Regions from separate parts of the Xenopus laevis genome. Here region 2 is linked to region 1. A link is a contact called in public Hi-C data. All regions are on one chromosome and are shown on one strand. Each heading gives the region's core, a stretch centred on a gene start, on an enhancer-like site or on the middle of the called end of the contact. The rest is flanking DNA. Distances are from core to core; before and after follow the strand shown.

What was found. A called contact is a pair of places that touch in the nucleus more often than the background predicts.
Region 2: a Hi-C map of the XL177 cell line shows a contact between it and region 1, with 5 times the contacts expected there. The contact joins the enhancer-like site here to the promoter of pon2.L in region 1. A contact is called at or near these places in 2 of 4 Hi-C or Micro-C datasets (the XL177 cell line and the XTC cell line).

Annotation. Positions count from the first base shown.
Region 1 is chr6L:33,118,769-33,124,997 of Xenopus_laevis_v10.1, reverse strand. pon2.L (paraoxonase 2 L homeolog) reads left to right here and starts at 2,266. Exons shown (of 9, transcript NM_001087180.1): 1 at 2,266-2,369. The coding sequence starts at 2,296.
Region 2 is chr6L:33,183,780-33,190,008 of Xenopus_laevis_v10.1, reverse strand. No RefSeq gene overlaps it. Among protein-coding and RNA genes, the nearest start is that of LOC108718845, 13 kb to the left of the region's middle. Within about 2 kb of position 2,893, at least 3 of the 7 cell types and tissues checked have an H3K27ac peak or open chromatin away from gene starts, as enhancers often do.

The DNA of each region.
Region 1 (6,229 bases), core at 1,017-3,516:
CAAATCCAAATTTTGGGCTATTTTTTGTGTTCTTCGACTAGGGAATAGTCCAAATTCGATTTGAATTTGAAAAAAATTAGAAAATTCGAATATTGAAATTCATCATGTACTGTCACTTTAAAAATTTGACTTCAACCATTCGAAGTACGACCAAATTCAGCTGAATACGGACGTATTCGACCAAAAAAGAAACTTCGAACTGGGTTGGGCACACAGGTACAGGTGAGGGGGCGGCTTGGGGCCTGCTACAGTACACAGTGACCATTTTAATAAATATGGCTGAGCCTGGGCTCATTGTTGGCTGCTGGCACAGGTAGTGGTACAGATGGGGGGGGCCGTAGGGCCTGCAGTACACAGTATTAATAAAGGTAGCAGATTTGGGGGCAATGTTTATGACTGGCTGCAGCACAGGTACAGGCTAAATAGATCACATAATAGAGAATAAAGAGGTTGAGCAAGTAGCGGAAAAGGAGAAACAGTTTGGAGAGTGGGCCCACAGTCTAAGGTTTTCTGGTGGGCACCTGGCATCCCAGTCCAACACTAGCAGCCACATATAGAATCCATATACTGCATGGCTGGTAAGAAATTCATTTAGACGTGTGCTGATTTACGTGCAGCCATGAAATAAAACAAGCATGATCATACTTCCCTTTACCAGGGGTCTCTCTTTAGACTTTTTGACTCAGATTTTCAGATTTTACTTTACTGAACATGCACAAATCTAAGTCTGTGCTAGGGATGCATGGGAAATGTAATTAAAACGGCAGCAGGTGCATTTTTCCTCAAATGGGCACTGGCCTGGGGAAAAAACATCACTTTTCACTAGACTACGGCGTAACTAGATATTACTGGGCCCCACAGCAAATTATTTTTCAGGCCTCCAAAATTTTTAGAGGTTGACCTGTTTTACCAATATTTATTGAAACTGTATATGAATTAGGGTCTCATGGAGCTTCTAGACCTCCTGGGCCCCCCTACAGTCGCAGGGTCTGCTTCCTCTATAGTTAAGCCCCTGCTGCGTGCCAATATGTTAATTACCAGCCCCAAGATTTGGGGCTTCCTTGTATTTTAAAAACCCTATTCGCTTGCACCATACATCTATGAAGCTTATTCATTAACCAACGAGCAGTTGGATTTTACTTTCATTCTCCTTTAGGGCTCTTACACACAGGCGTTTTTTCCTGCGCTCCCCTGCGTTGCGGTTTCTTCTGTTCAGCCACAGGGGAGCGCAGGAGTAGACGTACTAAATTATTGTCAAGGGGGCTGTACTCACACGGGACGCATGCAGGTCCAGATTTACATAGTGGGCGCCCCTAGGCCCACTACCGTTCGTCACCCCTGTTCACTCCAGGGGGACAGGAACAATGGGGATTGGCGCACGGAAAATTTAAAAAAATATTGTATCTCCAGCGCATCCCCAGTGTTTATGAACCAATGTGGGTGTGGTTGGGCAGCATGCTGCCCCCCCTAAATTCCTGCTGCCCTAGGCCCAGGTGGCCTTTCCACAAATCCTGGCCTGAGCACATGTATGTGCTGATCGCAGGTGAAATGCAACATGCTGCGTCCCATCTGTGTTTGGCGCTTACAAGCGTTTGAGTACAGCCCCCTTCACAATAATTGAGTGCGTCTACTCCTGCGCAGGATAACCGCCAATGTGTAAGAGCCCTGAAATGGACATGGTGCCGAGCAGACACTGTAATTGCAGTTTGACATTTCCTAGACCACAGGACAGGTTATAAATAATAAATAAAACCGTATCATTTCCGCAGCTGCCAGTATCGGAATTAATTAGAAAATTAGATGCATTCTGCATGGAATTCAATTCAGTCTGCAGCATGCATCCAAATGAATCAGTGATTAGGCAGGTGGGGTGTGGATTTCAATCATCTCATTTTAAAGGACAGATTAGGCAACTCTCATTGGGGGTATGCTGTGTGTTATACATGTAGCCAGTATTTTACCATCCTAGTCACCAGCTGAATCTTCCCCAGCCCTGTACAGAATTTCAGCTCTTTCTGGATAACAGGTTTCTGGATTATAGATCCCATACCCGCACGCCAACAAAATGCAATCTTGAAACACAAGAACGTTCTGTGCCGTCCAAAACATCACTATAAATGTCTGTTTTCTTACTCTCTCCTTTGAGCCTGAGGCAGCCCATTACTGTCCCAGTCCCTCCCACTCGCAGCCAACAAGAGCCCCGCCCCCATTCCCTGCTGCCCAAGTTCAGCTGCTCGGACTGAGTAAAGTGTCTCCAGGCTGATTGTGCGTCGGTGCAGTCAGTGCGCTGTAACCATGGGGAAACTGCTCAAAGTCACGCTCATTGGCATCCTGCTGGCCTTTATAGGGGAGAGGATCGTGCAGTTTTGGTAGGTTTTCTCTTTGGCACTTAACTTACAAACTGTATGGCAGCAGGTTCTTGCACTTCCCCTGCTGTATGTGATGCTCATAACTGCGCCCCTGCTATTTATTATCGCTAACCTTTGGAGTCAGGAACGTTGTGTTAGTAAAAAGATTGTGTTCTGGGTCAGGCAGGAGCTGTCCTCTGCAACTGCTTATTATGAACTGCAACTCACAGCCAAATCAGTTGTAGGGAACTGGCTTTATGAGTGTTGTAGTTCAGGATTACAGAGCAGTGACAGGTCAGGCATTAACTGTCTATAGGAAGAAGCATTGACTATGAGCAAATAAAGCAGCACCAGCAACATTCCCCAGGCAGGGTCCCTCTTACACCCTAGTGCAACTAGTTTTGTCTTTACTAGCCGGGGCTGCTGGGCATGGGAAGTATAACAATGGCTACTGAGGGCTGGGAGCTGGCAGTGTTATTTGTAATTAATGTGTAAATCTCATGGTGGAAAGGAATGTGAGGGAAAGATCAGTCCAGTACAGATGGTTGCCGGCCAAAAGGCAGTATATGGGCAAGATTCCCATTGTGGCTTAGCAAACAGTACTGGATCCCAGAAATGGAATAGAGGCGGGGGAAGCAGTTACACCAACAAACAGGATTTCCGTGTCCCATGGAATTTCGCCCCCCACTTAACAGATTAGAATGGAACGAAGTCCTCATGGGAATTATGCTTGGATCGACTTTGTACAGAGAACTGGGCCCTAGAAACAAGGCAATGTATTTATCATATCCATTTAAATGTAAAGTCCCAGTATAACTCTGTTTTATCATACACCGTTTTCTCTCGCTTTAGTGGAAACCTGTTATTTTTGCCAGCTGTCAGATTATATCATCTTCTTGGTATTTTCTCAGTGTGGGGGTCACAATAACTTGCTTGATATCTGATAAATCAGAGAGGAACAAAGATAGTTCTAGCTGTGCCTTTCTGAACTCCCCCCAAATTCCTTTTGGGCTGCTACTTGTCGTCCATGAAAATTCTTCCTTCTCAGTGTGGTCAAGGCTCACACCCACATTGTACACACATAAAAAAAGGCACCCATGGCTAGGAGCATATGTTAAAGCAAAGATGGCATAGCACAGTTGGCTTCACACTCTTGCTTGAATTTATTAATTCTGTTTTCAACACAAAAAAAATACTAGCACACCCTTTTCTTTCCAAACTAGCATAGGAATGGCTCTCCAACAAAAAAAATCACCAGCACACAAGGCAACTGCCAGCAGAGTGAAACCTTAACAAGTGCAACATTTTGGGGATAAAGGGGCTTGTCCACAAAACATTGCACTTGACACTAATCAAGGGATGTGTTCCTCTTTCAACTGCATGGGCCACCTGCTTGCATCTAGGTTCTCTGGCTGTATAGCTCTTCCAGTTTTTAATGCAAGATGCACTTGATTTTCTGTGAGTCTTTGTAGTTCAGTTCAGTAGCCAGAGGCTTTTTATGTTAAAACTGACTCCTCTAAACCAGCGGCCCCCAACCGCCGGGCCGCGGCGTGGACAGTCCTGAAGTGGTTATAGACACAAATATAGTTACCAGCTTGCACACCCTGGCTCTCCAAATCGTGTATTGCCCAGTGCCCGGCCGAGAGGGCTTCGGAAACCCACAAAATTCCAGAACGAATAATTCCACCGGCACACAGGTCTTTAGTTGCAAGCAGGGATAACCCTTGCTAAATTTTTATTACATTAAATTTTTATTCATGCTTGACAAAGGGGATCACCCCGAAACGTTGCATCACGCAAATAAAAATTTAGCAAGGGTTATCCCTGCTTGCAACTAAAGACCTGTGTGCCGGTGGAATTATTCGTTCAGTCCTGAAGTGGGCCGCCGATCAATTAACGTGGCACGCCGAAATGGACGCCGGCTTGCCCAAATTGGCCGCCAGCGTGCCGAATTGAAAGCCGACCCCCTCACCAACCCCTCCCGACTCCCCCCAGTCCTTGCAACAAAAATTTGGATCTTTGGTCCCCAGGCCAAAAAAAGTTGGGGAACCCTGCTCTAAACAAATGGCAGGATTGATTTCCAGAAAAAAGTTACTTTGTGCAGCTCAGTTTTTTTATCTTTAAAAAAAAGTGTTTTAGAAAACACTTTTGGGGTTATGTAATAAAAGGCACTAAGTTTGCCGAAGGGCAGTAGCCCATAACAACCAATCAGCAGGTAGAATTTACTGGACACCTGTTTAAATACAAGTATCCTATTGGTTGATGGGTCACAGCCATGCCCATCTCCTTTTCTGTTCTTGCTGGTGTGTTTTGGGACAAATTAGCAACTCTAGTTCTGGCATAAAGATAGAATTACAGTCTTTCCATGACCCACACAGTGCAGATCAATAGACTCTCACTATGGAAGGTGCTATTGTCATCTCATGACAGTCATTCTGATTTTTAATCAGATATTGTATACAGTTGAATGGTATTGGCTGAGACCAGCAGCTCAGCACTAGAATACAGCGCTGACTACATTATTGTTCTTTTGGGTGAGGGACAGGAGTAGGGATGTCGCGGACTGTTCGCCCGCGAACTAATTCGCGCGAACATCGGCCGTTTGCGAACGTCGCGCGACGTTGCCAATTTGGGTTCGCCTTAGCTGGCGCTTATTTTTGCCCTCTCACCCCAGACCAGCAGATACATGGCAGCCAATCAGGAAGCTCTCCCTCCTGGACCACCCCCACACCCCCTGGACCACTCCCCTTCCATATATAAACTGAAGCCCTGCAGCGTTTTTTCATTCTGCCTGTGTGTGCTTGGAAGAGCTAGTGTAGGGAGAGAGCTGTTTAGTGATTTGAGGGACAGTTGATAGTAACTTTGCTGGCTAGTAATCTACTTGATACTGCTCTGTATTGTAGGGACAGAACTCTGCAGGGATTTGAGGGACATTTTAGGTTAGGTAGCATTGCTGACTAGTAATCTACCTTCTACTGCAGTGCTCTGTATGTAGCTGCTGTGGGCACTGCTTCTGATCTCATCTGCTGACTGCTGCCTGTAACCCAATAGTCCTTGTAAGGACTGCTTTTATTTTCTTTTTTGTTTTTTTACTTTGCTACTATAAGAGCCCAGTGCTATTAGTCTAGCTGTGTTGGGGAGTGGGACTGGTGTGCTGCTCCTCCTAGTAGTTCACCACTACCAGCACCAACCAGAGTCAAAATTGTTACAAAGTATCTTATTTGCACCTGTTAGCTGTTCTGAGCTCTCTGCCAAAAGCCAATTAAGTTAGAAACTGTTTTTTTTCTGGCTGTTCAGTGCAGAGAAAAGAGGGACTTTCCAGTACAAAAGAGGGACAGGGGGTTGAGTGGTCAAAAGAGGGACAGTTGGGAGGTATGCAAGTGCCACCTAGCTGTGTGAGCTTTTTCACATTCTGTCTAAATAACAATAATAATTCCGTGTCCGTAAACATCACCTGAGTGATGTTTTTACAGCAGCAATAATATATTCCGTATCCACTACTGTATACGTTGCCCTTGCAGGCATTGTTTGCCCAGTCTTTAACCAAGTGCCACCTAGCTGTGTGAGCTTTTTCACATTCCGTGTCCAGAAACATCACCTGAGTGACGTAGTGTGATTTCTGCCCTTTACAGCACAAAACGCAGCGCTGTGTCAACAATGTATTTTTCAGATACATTTTTGCCCTTGATCCCCCTCTGGCATGCCACTGTCCAGGCCGTTGCACCCTTTAAACAACTTTAAAATCATTTTTCTGGCCAGAAATGTCTTTTCTAGCTTTTAAAATTCGCCTTCCCATTGAAGTCTATGGGGTTCGCGACGTTCGCGAACCATTCGCATTTTTGGACGCATGTTCGCGAATATGTTCGCGAACATTTTTTCCG
Region 2 (6,229 bases), core at 1,644-4,143, 64 kb before region 1:
GCCTCAGAACACAATGTTCTCTTAACATAATTTCCGTGTCTAACACAATACCCACTATGTGAATATATGAGCTGCCACTGGATCTCGCTAGCTGGCAACAAGTAACACCTGTTGTTTTCACTGTACTGGTAAACTAGGAGAAATTTTAGAATCCCAGTATATACAAGTCCCTTACATCAGCTTCATTCTCATCACTTGCAGTCGAGTGTAAGGACTGAGGGCACATAAGCACAATGAACAAGGAGAGACCTGTTTACTATGGAAATCTGGCACCTGGTGCAGAACTCAGCATCAGAGGACCCAAAGTTGCTCACCACAAGCGGCGCCAGGCTGTTTCTAGGCTGATGTCAATAACAGGGGGCACAAGGTTGTATGGGGAATTTATCTATAGGCTTAAATAAGAACACACATACGTGCTGTTATATCAGGGGCAGATCATGAATTGGTTTCATAAGGGTCTCTTCACAGAGGAATGTTTTATTTATGTGGCAAATAATGAAAACACATATAGCAGTTCTCTAATTATCTTTATTATATTGCAAGCCTGTGACTATGAAGATTTTCATTCATCCAGGTCATGGTATCTCTAGTATAGGTAAATCTAAAAACAACTGGACTTGCTGAGTAATCAATGAAGACGTTTCACTAGTGATCCGAGCAGCTTCTTCAGTTCAACTTTTTTTTTTTTTTTTAGATTAACCTATACTAGATATTGCAAGCCTGTGTTTTCCTGCAGAAGCTCCTGCATATTGTGCCTATACCAATAAGCTATATGCCAAAAACTTTTTTTAAAATGTGCTATTCAGCCATCATATTTTCTGTTTGCTTGGCATATGAAAATAATATGCCATATGAAGCAAGCATTGCTGCTGACATTAAGGCAGGGGTTAATAAATGCATTGCAAGGACACCACTGGTACAGTAAACTTCTAAAATTCCCATGGCAGACCCACAGAAGGTAGCATATACAAATTCACAAGGCTCATTTATGCCATACCCTGCTGCCATGAGGCAAGTTAAGAATCTTGCCTAAAGTGGCCGTGCCCAGTGGATTACCACTGGGAGCAAAAAGCCACAAAAGTGGCATAAGAAAGATGGCACACACCCCTGAATTGCTCCTTACCATACCCTTCTTACAATACACCTTACAATTAAAGTGATACCAAAACAGGTGCCAGGCCAGCAGACACACTTTGATGGGGAAGCAGCCTAAGGAATAGTTATCTTGGAAGTTTTCATTTTAAATCAAAAAGGAGAGAAAATATCTGGGATAAAATGAGTTTAACAGTATAATGTTCCATTGCGTTGATATAGCTCCACTATCACATTGAAATGTAGAACTCAGTGTCATTAAGGAAGCTACAAAAAAAGCTGTTGAGGAGGATTCTAAAGCCATGGGTGTCGTCTGACGGCTAAAGTCCCATCATGCTTGTGTTTGAATCAGGGGGGGTTAATTGAAAAACATGGCGGTTATGAGAGCATGGACATTGCAGGAACAGATGTTATTCTGATTAGTCAAGCAGCTGATTTGTTTGTGCATTTCATTTGTCAGATCAGCACAATGTCAGGTTAACTTAGTGATTAAATAAACTAGATTCCTGGCTGGCCTGAAACACTCCAAGTAAACACAAAAAGGACTGTATTTGTGGAAAGTGAGTCAGTACAGCTTGATTTATGGGGGTAATTAGCCCTTTCTCTGTCACAGATCTCATAATCCAAGGCACACACATAATATTGCCAGCAACATAGACCAGGGCTGACTTCCAGACCCCTCTGGGGTACCATGACAAAACCTGTTGGGCCTAGGGTTGCCACCTCACCCCTTTAAAACCAAATCCAAAGCCTGCATGACTAAATATCAATTAATTTAGATGCATGGCTGCACATAATACATTCAGTCTGCAGCATACATCTATATGAATTGCTAATAAGCCATGCAGGCTGTGAATTTTGTATGTGTTCGGTTTTAAAGGGGTGAGGTGGCAACCTTAGTTGGGTCCCTTCAGCCTGGGCACATTTGCGAGTAATGGTGGAGCACAGAGTGCAGCAGGTCATAATCAGTGGCAGCAGTGGGGTGGTGATTTGGTAGAGTGGTGCAATAATCAGTGGGGGGGAGGGGGTTCTACAAAGGCAGCTCTTGCCTTGGGTTTACAAATGTGCCCCTGTTACCTCAATCTGATACTGTATTGGGGTCATCGATAGGAAACGTCATTGGAACCCAGTGTCTTGTAAGTCTGAGCTGTCAAATATCTTTCCATGTCCAAGGTACACTCCATATAAACCTGAAGTAGCACACAATACTAAAGGACTACAAACCTACACCACACAGCCCTATTTAATAATGGCACCAGGCCTGCACACAGCCCTCTGCCCAGCCACATCTCATGCTCCCTTGTCCCTTACATGACAGTGTTGGCAGCACTGCAGAAGCAAGATGAGCATTACATGTGGGTAGGAAGAAGGAAGAGGGCCCTATTGAGGGGGAGGAGCTATTTTTAAAAAGGGCTGTGGGGGTTTCATTCTTGTTTATTTCTATTAGATTTCCTTATGGCCGGGCTTTACAGACCCAGAAGTATATTGTGTATATTTTGACTGCTGGTCAGCTTGTGAGTGCAGTACAACGGGCGCCTATATGATGCGGTGTTGTGGAAGTACAGAAGCTGTACATGCTGGTGGTTAAACAATGCAGCTTTAGGAAAGGGGCTGGGCGTTAAAGACTCCACATGTGCTGTTTATATTGAGCCTGTGGAATGTTATTGAGCTGTTTTCTTGCTGAACTTCAAAAACAATCCAGAAGGGGGCTTTGCAGAATGAACTCACATGACTGCTAATAAACACTGAGCTGGAACAGCCTGAACTTTCACCTACTTAGCTTCCCCCTTGTCTCACATACTGTTCCTACTCAGTAGGGAGGGGAACATGAAGCCAAAATGTGCGGCTAACCTAACTACTTCCTGCCAAGGGGATAAGAGAGCAACTCAGACACACACATATTCTCTATTTAGAACGTTCTTTTTTCTTGACGGGGGTTTTAATATCTGACAATGGCAGAACTATTTTCCATTTTCGTAGAATAATATTTGTCTGCCCTTATCACAGTAATACTGAATGCTATGAGAGGGATTATATTTTATTATTTTTATTATTAACATGTATTTATATAGCACCAACGTATTACGTAGCACTGTAAAGTAAATGTGATTATACAACTACATCACATGAATTACATATATAGAATACAGTGGTGTGAAAAACTATTTGCCCCCTTCCTGATTTCTTATTCTTTTGCATGTTTGTCACACTTAAATGTTTCTGCTCATCAAAAACCGTTAACTATTAGTCAAAGATAACATAATTGAACACAAAATGCAGTTTTTAAATGAAGGTTTACGTTATTAAGGGAGAAAAAAAACTCCAAATCTACATGGGCCTGTGTGAAAAAGTGATTGCCCCCCTTGTTAAAAAATAACTTAACTCTGGTTTATCACACCTGAGTTCAATTTCAAAGGTAATAAAGCCATTTCTAAAGCTTTGGGACTCCAGCGAACCACAGTGAGAGCCATTATCCACAAATGGCAAAAACATGGAACAGTGGTGAACCTTCCCAGGAGTGGCCGGCCGACCAAAATTACCCCAAGAGCGTAGAGACAACTCATCCGAGAGGTCACAAAAGACCCCAGGACAACATCTAAAGAACTGCAGGCCTCACTTGCCTCAATTAAGGTCAGTGTTCACGACTCTACCATAAGAAAGAGACTGGGCAAAAACGGCCTGCATGGCAGATTTCCAAGGCGCAAACCACTTTTAAGCAAAAAGAACATTAAGGCTCGTCTCAATTTTGCTAAAAAAACATCTCAATGATTGCCAAGACTTTTGGGAAAATACCTTGTGGACCGACGAGACAAAAGTTGAACTTTTTGGAAGGTGCGCGTCCCGTTACATCTGGCGTAAAAGTAACACAGCATTTCAGAAAAAGAACATCATACCAACAGTAAAATATGGTGGTGGTAGTGTGATGGTCTGGGGTTGTTTTGCTGCTTCAGGACCTGGAAGACTTGCTGTGATAGATGGAACCATGAATTCTACTGTCTACCAAAAAATCCTGAAGGAGAATGTCCGGCCATCTGTTCGTCAACTCAAGCTGAAGCGATCTTGGGTGCTGCAGCAGGACAATGACCCAAAACACACCAGCAAATCCACCTCTGAATGGCTGAAGAAAAACAAAATGAAGACTTTGGAGTGGCCTAGTCAAAGTCCTGACCTGAATCCTATTGAGATGTTGTGGCATGACCTTAAAAAGGCGGTTCATGCTAGAAAACCCTCAAATAAAGCTGAATTACAACAATTCTGCAAAGATGAGTGGGCCAAAATTCCTCCAGAGCGCTGTAAAAGACTCGTTGCAAGTTATCGCAAACGCTTGATTGCAGTTATTGCTGCTAAGGGTGGCCCAACCAGTTATTAGGTTCAGGGGGCAATTACTTTTTCACACAGGTTTGGATTTCTTTTCTCCCTAAATAATAAATAATAAAAACCCTCATTTTTGTAAAAACTGCATTTTGTGTTTACTTGTGTTATCTTTGACTAATAGTTAAATGTGTTTGATGATCAGAAACATTTAAGTGTGACAAACATGCAAAAGAATAAGAAATCAGGAAGGGGGCAAATAGTTTTTCACACCACTGTATATGGAGTAACAAACATCACAATAAATACAGGTACAAAAGGTGAGGAAGGCCCTATGCATAGGCATACAGTCTAAAGGGAAGGGAGTAATACACAAGGTGTGGGAGTGGGCAAGATCGAATTAAGTGGGTGAGAAATGTGGTATTGTATGTGGTGTTGCGTTTGGTAGTTAAGCAGAGTGAGGGAAGGCTTCTCGAAAGAAGTGCGTTTTCAGAGATTTTTTGAAAGCAGAAAGGTTGGGAGAAAGTCGGACAGACTGTGGGAGAGAGTTCCAGAGGAGGGGTGCAGCCCTTGCAAAGTCTTGAATGCGAGCATGTGAGGAGGTAATGAGAGAAGAGTTGAGTAGCAGGTCAGTAGAGGAGCGTAGTAAGCAAGTGGGTGAGTATATAGAGATAAGTTCAGAGATGTAGGGTGGGGCAGAGTTATGAAGTGCTTTGAAAGTCAGTGTCATTAATTTGAATTTGATTCTGAAAGGTAACGGAAGCCAGTGCAGGGATTGACAGAATGGCGAGGCAGAGGAGGAGCGGTTGCTGAGGTGTATGAGCCTCGCAGCAGTGTTCATTATGGACTGGAGAGGTGACAGTCTCTGGAGGGGGAGGCCAATTAAAAGAGAGTTACAGTAGTCTAGACGCGATATGATGAGAGAGTGAATAAGAATTTTGGCAGCGTCTTGGGTGATAAATGATCGTATTTTGGATATGTTCCTTAGGTGGAAGTGACATGATTTAGTAAGTGACTGGATACGAGGAGTGAATGACAGGGCAGAATCTAGGATAACCCCAAGGCACCGGGCCTGGGGAGAGGGGGTGATAGTGGAATTGTTAACTGTAAGGTCTTTTATAACATCATGTACCTAGGGTTGCCACCTCATCCCTTTTAAACTGAAAACATATGGAATCCACAGCCTGCCTGGCTAATTAGCAATTCATTTAGATGCATGGCTGCACATAAATCAGTTCAGTCTGCTGCATGCATCTAAATGAATTGCTAATTAACCAGGCAGGCTGTGTATTCCATGTGTTTGGTTTTAAAGGGGTGAGGTGGCAACCCTATATGAACCCAAGCCAGCATCTACTACTCCACTTCTCCAGCCTGTAGTGGAGGCTAAACCTCTTGAAAGGTAGAAAAACAAATGCATATTGCAAAGTAGCTTCTTCAGAGGGATGCGAACAGAACCCCCAAAAGTAGTGGGATGATTTTTTATCCCCTTATTTGGCTCTTAAAGGAAAAATCAAACCCTTTATATTAAAATCATAGACCCCCCCTCCCTGCTCCACCCCCCAGCCTAGGTGTTACCCTCGGTAAATGCCTCTAACTCTTTACTTACCCCTCATTGTAGATTCAGCGCATCAGAGTTCACGGGCGCCATCTTCTTCTCTTTAGTAATCTTCAGGTCTTCTTCTGGCGCTTCGGCATTTTCCATGACTTTCGGCGCATGCACAGTTGTTAAAAAATTAGCAGACTGCTCCAACTGCGCATGCGCCAATATGGTGCTTACCGAAGATTACCGAAGAGAAGATGTCGCCCGTGAACGCTGATGAGCTGA